4 separate regions of the Mus musculus genome follow, and regions 2, 3 and 4 are each linked to region 1. The links are chromatin contacts, called in public promoter capture Hi-C maps. All regions are on one chromosome and are shown on one strand. Each heading gives the region's core, a stretch centred on a gene start, on an enhancer-like site or on the middle of the called end of the contact. The rest is flanking DNA. Distances are from core to core; before and after follow the strand shown.

Region 1 (3,019 bases), core at 281-2,780:
ATTGAGAATTGACAAATGGGACCTAATGAAACTCCAAAGTTTCTGCAAGGCAAAAGACACCGTCAATAAGACAAAGAGACCACCAACAGATTGGGAAAGGATCTTTACCTATCCTAAATCAGATAGGGGACTAATATCCAACATATATAAAGAACTTAAGAAGGTGGACTTCAGAAAATCAAATAACCCCATTAAAAAATGGGGCTCAGAGCTGAACAAAGAATTCTCACCTGAGGAATACCGAATGGCAGAGAAGCACCTGAAAAAATGTTCAACATCCTTAATCATCAGGGAAATGCAAATCAAAACAACCCTGAGATTCCACCTCACACCAGTCAGAATGGCTAAGATCAAAAATTCAGATGACAGCAGATGCTGTCGTGGATGTGGAGAAAGAGGAACACTCCTCCATTGTTGGTGGGATTGCAGGCTTGTACAACCACTCTGGAGATCAGTCTGGTGGTTCCTCAGAAAATTGGACATAGTACTACCGGAGGATCCAGCAATACCTCTCCTGGGCATATATCCAGAAGATGCCCCAACTGGTAAGAAGGACACATGCTCCACCATGTTCATAGCAGCCTTATTTATAATAGCCAGAAGCTGGAAAGAACCCAGATGCCCCTCAACAGAGGAATGGATACAGAAAATGTGGTACATCTACACAATGGAGCTAAAGGGATCTGCAACCCTATAGGTGGATCAACATTATGAACTAACCAATATCCCGGAGCTCTTGACTCTAGCTGCATATGTATCAAAAGATGGCCTAGTCGGCCATCACTGCAAAGAGAGGCCCATATAAAGGCAAACTTTATATGCCCCAGTACAGGGGAACGCCAGGGCCAAAAAGTGGGAGAGGGTGGGTAAGGGAGTGGGGGGGGGGAGGGTATGGGGGACTTTTGGGATAGCACTGGAAATGTAAATGAGGAAAATACCTAATAAAAATATTAAAAATTAAAAGATTGCCCAGCCAACTATAAAAGGGGCTGCTTGGGACCTCCTCTCTCTCTTAAGCTCTCACCTTTCTTACTCCTCTCTAGCCCTCCTTCTCTCCCTTCCCCCTCTCTCCACTTGGCTATGGCCGGCCCCTCTCTTTCTTTTATCTTCTCTTTTTCTCTTTATCTTCCTACAATAAAGCTCTAAATTCATAGACTGTCTCTGTTCATCATATAAGCCTAGAGAAAAATGAAGTTAGGTAAACAATGAATAACTTTTTCTGAGACATGTATTACTGGTGGGTCTACATATACTTATACCATGGGTCTATGATTCATTTCTCAGTCTGAGTCTTATGCTTAAAATCGGAGTATGAATGCCTGGCCCGCTGAGATGTTTAATTCAAACAAACCCAAACCACTCAAAGGTCATAAACCAAGCTTCTTCAAAGATTTTTGGCTTTTTGGCACCAGTGGCCTGCAGGGTGGCGAGCTCTGCCAGTTTGAAGTGACCAAGTTAAGTGGCCTGGGAAAGGCCATTTGGTGCGCGGTCCAGCAGTTTTGGGCGCTCTCGGCTTCCGCCCTCAGCTGCGGTCACGTGCGGCTGCTCACGTGCCAGACGCTGCTGTCACTTCGTAGCTGTTCCGGCTTCCTCTGAGTGAGGCTCGCAACGTCTCCCACGGAGTCGCCTTCGTTCTGCTCTGGGTCTCCCGTGGCCACTGAGACCTCGGAGCTCGACCGGCGCCTGCCCGCCCGTGCGGCCCTCACTCCCCGAGGCTATCCAGGTGAGGCCGCCTGGGGTCCCTCCCCGGCTCCGGAGAGCCGACTGGTTTCCCTGCCGGCCGCGCCAGGGTCTGCGGAGCCGCAGGGCCTTCCTCCCCTCGGAGGGAAGCAGAGAGCGCGGGGGTGGGCAGGCCTGGGCCGGGCCGGGCCGGGCCGGGAGAGCCGCGGGGGTCGGGCCGCCCGGGAAGGCTGCGCTGTGCCTTTGGTGCCAGCCTTGCCCGGATGGAGCCGGTTTTACCTGGGACCCGCAGTCTGCGCCGACCTTGCTTGTTCAGGCAGCGAGTTCCCACAAAGAGAAATCTAAGTTCCACACTGACTAAGCACTTCGGCAACGCGGAATAGAATTTGGGTATGATTTTATTTTTAAACCTCCTTTTGCTCGTAGGTAAGAACGTACGTTTTGGGAATGGTTTTTGCATCGTAGTAGAATGAGATGTAACTTATCTATTACGTTGAGGACTGGGAATTTTTTTTTTTTTTTTTAGTAGCACATTATTGTATATTTTTCTTGTCAGAATAGACTCCTATTGTTGGTTGGACATACGTTGTTTCAGAAATTTCTTTCAATATTGATTTTGGAAATGTTTGTCAATTTCTGTTTGAAAAGAAGGTCCTGGTATACCACACCTCTTAGTGTATTTTATTTTGAATCAGTAATTTTAAAGAAAGGAATTAATATAGTGTCTTTGCAAATCGAAGCATAATAGATGCCCATAAATACCATAATTGACCCTTTTTTAATTTTATTTTTTGTAGAAGAGATTAGAACGTGATTGAATAGATTTAAAGTAGTGGACTTCTGGGTTATTTTTAATGTATTCTAAGCACTGGGTATGATTGCACTAAGGTGGTCAAAGAGATTGGCTTAATATTCAGTTTAGTTCTGATTTTGCTGTCAGTCTCTTAAGTGGTCATTTTAAACGTCTCAGTGTTTATTGAGGCTAAGAATTAAAAACTCTTCCCTGGAAAAAGAACAAGTCAATAGAAAGCCTTTTATGGGGTGGTAGACAGAATTTGAAATACGGTAATGCTTTTCAGACCTAGGATATTTAATATTCAAGCTAAGTGAAATCAATATGGTTATATTAATACTTGTAGTTCAAAAAATTAAATGGCTGCTATCCTGTTTTTATCTTGAAGGTCTGTGGGAAACATTCAAAGTCATAAAGTTTAGATGACCAAGATGGACATTCGAGGTGCTGTGGATGCTGCTGTCCCAACTAACATCATTGCGGCCAAGGCTGCTGAAGTTCGTGCCAACAAAGTGAACTGGCAGTCTTATCTTCAGTGCGTACTGG
Region 2 (3,290 bases), core at 624-3,123, 1.2 Mb after region 1:
ACCAAAAAAGGGCGTCAGATCTCATTTCAGATGGTTGTGAGCCACCATATGGTTGCTGGGATTTGAACTCAGGACCTTTGGAAGAGCAGTCAGAGCTCTTAAGCACTGAGCCATCTCTCCAGCCCTTATTTGACCTTCTTAATGTTTGATCTTTTCCATAATAAATGCATTTATTCTAAAAAGAAAACTTGTAACAGTGTCACAGGAATGTAGTTAGCACTTTATGTATGAATTATCAATTCACATAGACCTGAAATCTGCTTTTGAGAATTACAGTGTCCTTGGCACAACTTAGTTCACATGTAATTGGGCTTTTCTCTGCAATTCTCACTGTGGTCTTTTATAAAAACACACTCAATTTCAGATTCCCATAATGAATTAGGATCTGAATTAACTGAATTCAAAACCCAGAAGCTAAAAACTTATCCTAAAGCTCCAGTTTGCTTGTTATAAGTTGTGATTATCGCCAGGCAGTGGTGGCACATGCACTTGGAAGGCAGAGGCAGGCGGATTTCTGAGTTCGAGGCCAGCCTGGTCTACAGAGTGAGTTCCAGGACAGCTCGAACTACACAGAGAAACCCTGTCTCAAAAAAAAAAAAAAAAATACAAAAAAATATTGTGATTATCTTAATCCATTCATATTACAGAAATAGCATAGTTCATGAAGATAATCAATGGTTAATGTACTTTTACATGTGCTAATTTTCTATTTGTAAACAGAAATTACCTAGTAGTAAGCTGCATTGGTAACATTCCCTCTTTTTTCTGCAAAAAAAAAAAAAAAAAAAAAGGTTTTTTTTTTTTTCAAATTCTAAGTCCCTTCAAGTATTCTTGGTAGCCTGAAACTTTTACTTTGTTCTTTGTTGTTAGATTTTTGTCTGAAACTGTCAAATGATTTTCCTGTTAAATCTGTCTGTTGCCATTTATGGATTTCTAAAAGGTTTTGGGTAAATGCTAAGCAAATTAAAGAATCATGTTAGATCATTCTCTCACGTAAGTATTTGTTATATTTTAATGAATGGATATGTTTAATGAGTATAAATGAAATGTTTAACAAATTTAATCTCCTTTGTTAATTAAAATGCAGTTAAAATTACCAGTTGTCTGTCAGATCCCTCTAGGCAATTGAATATGTGAACTTCATGCAGTGGGTGAAACCTGGGGAGTAATAAGTGTCATCGCTATGGAGGCCCCGAGGGCATTGCACATGTTCAAATAAGAGGAAGATAACCACACGCTAGTATGGTAATCAAGAGCTAGCCAAAGATCAAAGATTTCAGAGGAAAGAAAGTTTCCCAAAGAAAACGTCATGTATCCAACAGCACTCTATTAACAGCACTGTTGATCATTTAACTTCCTTCTCGAAAATGTCAGGCATTTGCCTTTCTGACAATATAAACAAGGAGAAAATTTTGTTTTCAAGTACTGAGTTCAAACAAAGAAAATAATAACCTTTACTGGAATACATACCATTTGCTTAGTCATGTGACTCCATAAATGTACCTCAGAAAAGAATACATTACAGTCTTATTTCCATAGCATTGTCTCCTAAGTGTATGCAGCTGATTGACTATTACTACTGTTGTTTCAGACCAACTTTAACACAGTCTTAACAAGAGAGAAAATGAGGAAAGAAAACATAATAAATGATCTTAGTGATAAGCTAAAAAGTACAATGCAGCAGCAAGAGCGGGATAAAGGTTAGTGTTGTCTTAATATGATTTTAAAAATACTTGGAAGTGTTTTCAGTATGTAATGTGTCTTTGCCTTTGGGGTCTTAGATTTGATAGAGTCGCTCTCTGAGGACCGAGCTCGTTTGCTTGAAGAGAAGAAGCAGCTTGAAGAGGAAGTGAGTAAACTCCGCACTAGCAGTTTTCTTTCCTCAGCACCTGTGGCTGCAGCCCCAGAGCTCTATGGTGCGTGTGCACCTGAGCTCCCAGGGGAGCCAGAGAGATCAGTCATGGAGACGGCAGATGAAGGAAGACTGGATTCCGCAATGGAGACAAGCATGATGTCTGTCCAGTAAGTAGGCTTATTTTCCATTCAGTTCACCAGAGGCTTTTATATTCAGCAGTGCTTGACACTGGTGTCATTAGTCTATAATCCTAACAGGAGGATCACAAGTTAAAGCTCTCTTTGGGTAACAATGAACTCAAAGCAATTTAGCTGAGGCTGGCTCAAAATTTAAAAAAAAAAAGTCTGTACTGCTATTCCATTAAATTATAAAATTCTAAAGAAAGGAGGTATTTTTAACTTTACTAATTGTTCTTAGCCCATATAAAAGTAATTTTAAAAGGAGTGTAGAAACATGTTAAGAGAATGTGGTAATTAAAATTCATAAATGACAGAAATTAATCCAGAGTGGAAAGTGACCTCTGGAGGGAAATAAACCCAGCTGTCTTCTATGTACAGGAGAGGCAGTTAAAACAAATCAATATAGGAAGCCCAGTATAAGGTATAAAGTATGACACGCATCTAATATCTTCAACCTGATATTGGTGGGGTAGGGGCCAGAGGCAAGCAGATCTTCAGAGCTCATTCTCCAGCTATTCTAGAAGAATTAATGAGCTCAGGGTCAGTGATAAAACTCAAAAAAGGTAGCAAGCAGTCTCAACGAAGACTCCTGATGTTGACCTGGTTTTCACACATATGTACACATCTATACAAACACATGCATAGACCACACAACCACACCAAAACAAAAATTAAAAATGACAATCAATTTTCCCAACTTTTGTTAATAACAAAAAGATGAGTTTGTACAATTGGAAATTTTAACACATCTTTATTCAGATGTATAGCTATTGATGCCTCTAAGAAGGATACATATGTATGAACACTGGTATATAAGTAGAAATTGGACTATTCTAGAGTAAACAAGGATCTAAAACCAAGTATAATCTATGTAATATTCTGAGAGAGCTATATAACCTCATATACATTTCTTTCAAAATTAATTATGGAAAACAGTGTTTACTATCTGAGAAAGTATGAATTTTATAAAAATTATCTCTAAGTAAAAACAAAGTTTTGTTTATAGTCTCAACAAGTGTCTAAGTCTGAACACAGATAATCAGCTGTTCTGATAAATATAGGCTACCTTTGAAAATTAGTACAGGCTCTTTACTCTATCTAACTTGTCGAGACTGGCCTCAAACTCAGAGATCTGCCTGCCTCTGCTTCCCAAATGCTGGGATTAGCCACCATGCCCGGCTAAGCTTGTTGATGAATGTACAATTCAGGGTGTACATTCTGTGAAAATGCTTAAGCCTTACAAACAACCATTCTTT
Region 3 (3,274 bases), core at 160-2,659, 1.2 Mb after region 1:
TGAGTCCTAGATGGCTGCAGGAGGGAATTGATTCTCATAAGTTGTCCTTTGACCTGTATGTATATGTCATGGCTTCTGAGAGCTCACAATCGTGCCCACACACATGTGTATGTATTTACATGTGTTTGCACATATACAAAATGAACACAGTTGAAGAATAACTTAGAGGATGCCTACATGCTGCTATTGGCAGGTATTCAGAACCCCTGCTGAGGCAGGAAGGCTGAACTAGTTTTCCTCCATTGAAGGTTGAGCTTAGGATCTGACAAGGTGGCCCAGTAGGTCAAAGCCTGAAACTTCATTTTAACCCCCAGGACTCATTGTGAAAGGAGAGAAGGCATTTACTCATGCCCTTTTACCCACCAAGGCTCTAGGTTTAGGTGAGGAGATAGTAGAGTATACCACAGTTCCAGGAGCCTTTAATGAAACAAGGTCATTTAATATCTGTGACCAGTTTTACTAGAAAACAGGCACCACCAAGCGCATCATGTAGTTAAATTTTACACTACAAACACGTAGAACTAAAGTCAGAGGACAGGAAAAATTAACTATTAAGACATCTCATTGACCAAACCATTTCCTTTCAATAGAGATTAAGTTTAAGCTTTCTGTCCCATTTGTTAAGGAAAAACCTTGCCTTTTTAAAGAATGGGATCTTGCTGAGTTGCCTATGCTGGCCTGAACTTTTGGTTTAATTCTACCTTGCTTCTTGAGTTCTGAATTACAAACATATGCCAAACATACCTGGCTATGGAAGATGCTTTGAGAGAAGATGAGTTGATGAGTTACTACCAAAGAGTGGGTTTGTCATTAGCTCCACTTTATATGTCCTTGATGACTTTGAAAATAACATTCTTAGGGATACTGAGAATTGTTTAAATTGGTTGAGAGTTATGATTACTGAAGTTATTATGGTCTTGACTTTTATATTGTGATTTGTTTAACACCAGTTGTTTAGGATGGGGTTCATCCTATTAATCTTCCTTTGCTAGTATAACTTTATTTCCTGTGCATTTTTCTGTATCATTTTCTATATCCTTTGTATCTTAGTCTGTATCTAGTTACTGTGAAATATAGTTAAAACTATTTCCAGAAGATTTTACTCATATATGTTTCCTTCTCATTTAGCTTGACCCAAAGATTATTCAACCATTTATGTTAGAATGCCATCAAACTATTGCCAAACTTGATAATCAGAATATGAAAGCCATTAAAGGGCTTGAAGATCGGCTGTATGCCTTGGACCAGATGATTGCTAGCTGTAGCCGGCTGGTAAATGAACAGAAAGAGCTTGCTCAGGTATCGTGTTTATGACCACTTGATTTCTAGCTCCCAGAGGCAAGCAGCTGAATTTCATTTTGTGCTAGTGTCCCTCTCCTCATTCCCTCCCCTTCTTCCTCCCGCTTGTCACACTTGATGGACTGGAGTTTTCCTGTTTAGCCCAGGCTGTCTTCCTACTTAAGTGCTGTGGTCTCTGCTTGGTAGTTATATGTTTTTTATTCTTTGTGATGTTGATGTTTTATGTGCTTATTTTTAATAAAAAACCACAAATATTATAAAAGTTTAAGATAGCTTAAATTTTGTGTTTCCATGACATTTTAAAGAATTTGTTTGCTTTTGGCTTGTGTTTGTGTTAATTATTTTAGTAAAGCTTTCAAGCTACATATTGTTGTAAGTTGGCTTTCTGTCCTTGGAATAGCCATTTCTTTTTACCCCCCACCCGCCTTTAATGGGAGATAGGAATTTTAGGAATCTAAATGAAAAGTGGTTCCTTGTCAGTTTTTCTCTTGAGAGCTTATGTCATTTTCCTTCCCAAAGGGATTTTTAGCTAATCAGATGAGAGCTGAAAACTTGAAGGATGCATCTGTGTTACCTGATCTGTGTCTGAGTCATGCAAATCAACTAATGATTATGTTGCAAAACCACAGAAAACTGTTGGATATTAAACAGAAGTGCACCACTGCCAAACAAGAGCTAGCAAACAATCTCCACGTCAGACTGAAGTAAGAGATTCCGTCAGACTTCAGTTTTTGTGTTTTTAATCTTCCCAGTAATAACAGTAATTTCATTGAAATGCATATTGATGAACTCTAGGGTTAGACTTTATAGAGCCTTGATCTTCATAGCTTACCTACAAATGACTTTTAGCAAATGTGGAAAACAATGAATCTTTTTCTATAGGTGGTGTTGTTTTGTGATGCTTCATGCTGATCAAGATGGAGAAAAACTGCAGGCACTGCTCCGCCTTGTAATAGAGCTGTTAGAAAGAGTCAGAATTGTTGAGGCTCTTAGTACAGTTCCTCAGATGTATTGCCTAGCTGTTGTTGAGGTTGTAAGAAGAAAAATGTTCATTAAACACTACAGAGAGGTAAGCAATTCTAATTATTTAATTATATATTAACATTCATAATTGGTATATTTTATTAACATAAATGTTCCTCTTCTAAGTGGGCTGGTGCTTTAGTCAAAGACGGAAAACAACTATATGAAGCTGAAAAGTCAAAAAGGGAATCCTTTGGGAAATTATTTAGTAAGTATTAATTTATTTACCCTTTTCCTTCTTTATTTTTTGGCCTTTAGGTAATTTCTAAAATAACCATGTTCCTGGTTTCTTTGTACAGGGAAGTCCTTTTTAAGAAATCGTCTGTTTAAAGGACTGGACTCCTGGCCTTCCTCATTTTGTGTATGTATTTTTTTTTTTCTAACTAGGACTAAATTTCTTTTTTTTTTTTTTAAGGACTAAATTTCTATATTATAAAACCTTATTTTTTCAGGGTTAGAAGCATTTATCAGAAACAGATTAAGTTGTGAGTGATAAAATCTAAAATCTCCCATATATACTTCCTGATCACCTTCAAATTCATGGTCTTTTAAAAATCCATTTACCAACGGTTTATATGTATATATGTGTATATTTAAATATTCCTAGATATAGTCTGAATCTGTATAATGCTACATGTATGTATATTTACAGAGTTGACCATTTGGCACTGGGCAATGATTAGTGTGCTCACCCTGGGAAACCTCTCTTGCTTCCAGCTACTCAGTTGTCTGTAGTTCTTTGTGTAGGGATGAGGCTTTGTGGGCTCTTTCCCATGCAGCTTAATGTGCTCGTTAGTGTCCTCCTTGTTTAGCTCATGTTCAGGTGGTCATGTTGGTGAGACTTTGTGGTTGTAGCTTCTGATGTTACTAGAAGACAAAGTCTCTGAACAATCTTTCTGTCCCCTTTTCAGTGTTCCTTGACTCTAGTGCTTCCTTGAGTGTTGTAGATGTA
Region 4 (3,012 bases), core at 87-2,586, 1.2 Mb after region 1:
CTTTTTATTAGAACTTCAGTATTAGATGTGTGTTGTGTAACTGATCATTTTAACACGTTGGGGCCTAAGATAACACCATTTATTTACTCATTTCACTGGGGGGATGTGTGTCAATGGGCTGGGATCGAATAGTCCATATAGCCATGTCCTCACATATTTGATTTAGGAATGCCTTGTATAGATAGCCCTTTTGATAACTGATGCTCACAAAGAGACAGCAACATCCTAGTAAGAGTGACAACATAGGTCAGAAGCTTTACCACATTCTTTGGGTCAAAATCAGACTCAACACGGAGTTAATGTCCAGGGATACTGAGAGAAAAAAGTTGGAAAATTGCAGTCCTTTTTAAAGCTACGTCTAAAATAGCTATTGTCTTTTAAGATTTAGGTTTACAGATATACATGGGCTTTTAAAAATATGCAGCTGGGGATATATCTTCATTGAATTGCTTGCCCATAGTGAGAGCTTGGGTTTGGTCCTCAGCAACACAAAAATCAAGCAGAAATCATGTGGATGCATGTGAACTAAAGCCAAGCAAAGTTGGTAATGCTTAATTTTCATAAATTTAACTGCCTTGATAATTATTTAAAAGCTAGGAAGCAAAACTTATTAATTCCTACTAACTGGTAGCTCATATGTTCCTCATACCCTTGGTACATTGTCTTTAGCCAAAAATTTTAAGTAGTACAGTTTATAATCTTTATGGGTGAGATGGAAATTCTCCCAAGCAGTTCTTAACATAGTGGTAAAGAGACAAGGCAGTCAGCTGTAAGCTATTTGGTTTACATACTTCTTGGGTGTCTCAGACTTGGCAGCCATTTAGAGTAAGCAACACCAGTTTCTTTCATTCCTATCTTAAAGCTTATTAGCAATGTCATTTCCAATGTTAAGAAAAGAGTAGCAGCCCTTAAGATCAACTCAGGTTCCTCCCTCACTTAGCTTCCAATCTAAGCAGTTGCACGCATGTGTCCTGTTAGAATGCAGCCAGGGCTGCCTTGCTATACATACCTTGCACCCCATGGCAACACTGCTTAACCATTTTACACACATCACCACTTTATGTCAGTGTGCTGTTAATCTTTGAAGTTGCGTTCAACTTTCATTTTTACCATTTTAGGAGTTTCTGGTGGATTCCATAGCCCTTGACAGTCTTTTTGTTTTGTTTTATGAATGTTGGGGGTTATTTCTGAACTCTGGTTTTGTGGCACCTTTTAAAAAAAGGCTTCTGGGAATCTGATTCCGAAATGATGTTGTAATTCTCCTTAACTGCCTTAGAACCGTCATCATCCAATTCCAGTAGAGCTGGAGAGCTCGTGTTGCTGGTGTCACTTGTAATCTCTCTGGAATTCTGCTCTGCAAGTGACTATGACCTTAACTAGCCTAGGAGATGAACACGAATGCTTATGTTCTTAACCACAACTCTTCTGAAAACGCATAGCCTGTCTCACAAGCATAAACTCCGCATTCCCAGCATTTTCTCTCATCACAAATTACAGTTTAGCTCCCTGTGCGACCTGTTTCGCTATAGCTTCTGGGTGTCTCATACTGCCTTTAAACCAGGTTGAGTTTTCTAACACGAAGCTATACTTTTCCCTTCTGCCTTCGTCCACTTAACAGCTCCCAGAAGTACCACATTCTCATGAGTGTTCCAGTTTAACCTCGGCCAAGGGGGTGAGAGCAGCTTCCTGTGAAGCTTGATATTGGTTGTTTCATCTTCTGAACACGTCCACTAAAGGGCTTGCCTTACAGTCATAAAAGCAATGCACATATATGTAAATACAGTGACATGTTCTAGAACAGTGCCCTTCTAAATAAGAACATTAAGAAATGCACTTTGCATTTGATCATGCATTTAATCATCAATCCAGCCCTAATAAGCCCACATAGGCTGGGAGTAGCAGATCCTCTTCCAGTTCTAGGTCCTGGTTTGCCAACAGACCTCCACATTAACCAGTAGTGACTAGAAACATACATACCCCTCACTGCTACAAAAGTCAGCATAGCCACTGTCTACTGAGACCATTACAATCTTACGTCATAAACTAGCTACAGTGTTTAGGCCAGAACATCAAGAGCTAGGTAGGATTTATTGACCTTTTGCAATGCAGTAACAGAATGCCTGACAGAATTCTTTTGACTCCCGTCTTCATGGTAGGAGAAACTCAGATCATAAAAGCAAGAATATGTTGGTAAAGTTGTTCATATTAAGCTGACCAAGAAACAGAGTGAAGCATGAAAGGGGCAGGGATAACATGTCCCTGAGAACTTTCCTCCAGGAACTCACCACTTTCAGCTCATTTCTACTTGACAAAGTCTACGTACAGAACTCTCCCAAAATATCTGGGCCCAAGTGTTCAAAATTTGATCCTTCAGAGGATATTTCAGGTTCAGCATGTAACATTATTGTGTATGTAATAAATTGAAAGGACATGGTTGTATTCAAGAAATAGTCATCACTTTTATCACTTTTATAGAAAGAGCTATTACAATCTACAAATATGTTTAGTTTTCTGAATACTCTCATGAGTAAGTATTCATGTATTAATTTTGTTATTTTTTTATAAATGTACACCACACTTGTAAGTAATAGGTTGCTATGAAAAATATTAATAAATTCTGTATCCCTGTTGGAAAGTAGATATTGGATGAAGCTTAAAAGTTTTTTCTAACCTGGCTAGCTCCCAAATAATTGAGTCTGAGACCTATTGAAATATTTATTCAACAAGCTTTAAGCACAATTGACTAATTTTTCTAACCCTCTATGCTTACCTAACTACTTCCCAGCCACATGCCCCAACTTACTGGTATTTAGTCTCTCCCTGGCTTGCTTTGCTGTAGCTATCTGTCCTTATGGAGAACTCCCTTGGCAACTCCTACTTACGGAGACCTTCATCTTTCTCTACCTGTCTCATGGCCCTTCTTCTGGACCCTCTGCCTCTGACAAGCCTTGGTCTTGGCTGAGCTGCTCATTCTTTTAGAAGCGGCACCACCATAGGCCGCTCCTCCAGTTT

The links. Promoter capture Hi-C pulls out the DNA fragments that hold promoters and counts their contacts.
Region 2: a promoter capture Hi-C map of pre-B cells shows a contact between it and region 1. The contact joins the enhancer-like site here to the promoter of Atp6v1h in region 1. A contact is called at or near these places in 11 of 39 promoter capture datasets (the 3T3-L1 cell line, the C10 cell line, the HPC-7 cell line and 8 more) and 1 of 484 Hi-C or Micro-C datasets (cortical neurons).
Region 3: a contact with region 1 is called in a promoter capture Hi-C map of the HPC-7 cell line, with 7 times the contacts expected there. The contact joins the enhancer-like site here to the promoter of Atp6v1h in region 1. A contact is called at or near these places in 13 of 39 promoter capture datasets (the 3T3-L1 cell line, 3T3-L1-derived adipocytes, the C10 cell line and 10 more) and 4 of 484 Hi-C or Micro-C datasets (cortical neurons, cumulus cells, granulocyte-monocyte progenitors and 1 more).
Region 4: a promoter capture Hi-C map of liver shows a contact between it and region 1, with 5 times the contacts expected there. The contact joins the enhancer-like site here to the promoter of Atp6v1h in region 1. A contact is called at or near these places in 8 of 39 promoter capture datasets (the 3T3-L1 cell line, the HPC-7 cell line, HPC-7-derived erythroid cells and 5 more) and 1 of 115 datasets of contacts at active chromatin or transcription factors (embryonic stem cells).

The regions. Positions count from the first base shown.
Region 1 is chr1:5,081,556-5,084,574 of GRCm38.p6, forward strand. It overlaps Atp6v1h (ATPase, H+ transporting, lysosomal V1 subunit H), which reads left to right and starts at 1,531. Exons shown (of 14, transcript NM_133826.5): 1 at 1,531-1,723; 2 at 2,862-3,008. The coding sequence starts at 2,896.
Region 2 is chr1:6,261,243-6,264,532 of GRCm38.p6, forward strand. Rb1cc1 (RB1-inducible coiled-coil 1) reads left to right here. Exons shown (of 24, transcript NM_009826.4): 17 at 1,592-1,700; 18 at 1,782-2,022. Among named protein-coding and RNA genes, the nearest start is that of 4732440D04Rik, 46 kb to the left of the region's middle. Within about 2 kb of position 1,874, at least 12 of the 459 cell types and tissues checked have an H3K27ac peak or open chromatin away from gene starts, as enhancers often do. A contact at or near this core is called in pre-B cells, where this site is marked.
Region 3 is chr1:6,242,977-6,246,250 of GRCm38.p6, forward strand. It overlaps Rb1cc1 (RB1-inducible coiled-coil 1), which reads left to right. Exons shown (of 24, transcript NM_009826.4): 8 at 1,129-1,299; 9 at 1,819-2,003; 10 at 2,182-2,368; 11 at 2,449-2,530; 12 at 2,622-2,683. Among named protein-coding and RNA genes, the nearest start is that of 4732440D04Rik, 28 kb to the left of the region's middle. Within about 2 kb of position 1,410, at least 5 of the 459 cell types and tissues checked have an H3K27ac peak or open chromatin away from gene starts, as enhancers often do. A contact at or near this core is called in the HPC-7 cell line, where this site is marked.
Region 4 is chr1:6,279,030-6,282,041 of GRCm38.p6, forward strand. No RefSeq gene overlaps it. Among named protein-coding and RNA genes, the nearest start is that of 4732440D04Rik, 64 kb to the left of the region's middle. Within about 2 kb of position 1,337, at least 51 of the 459 cell types and tissues checked have an H3K27ac peak or open chromatin away from gene starts, as enhancers often do.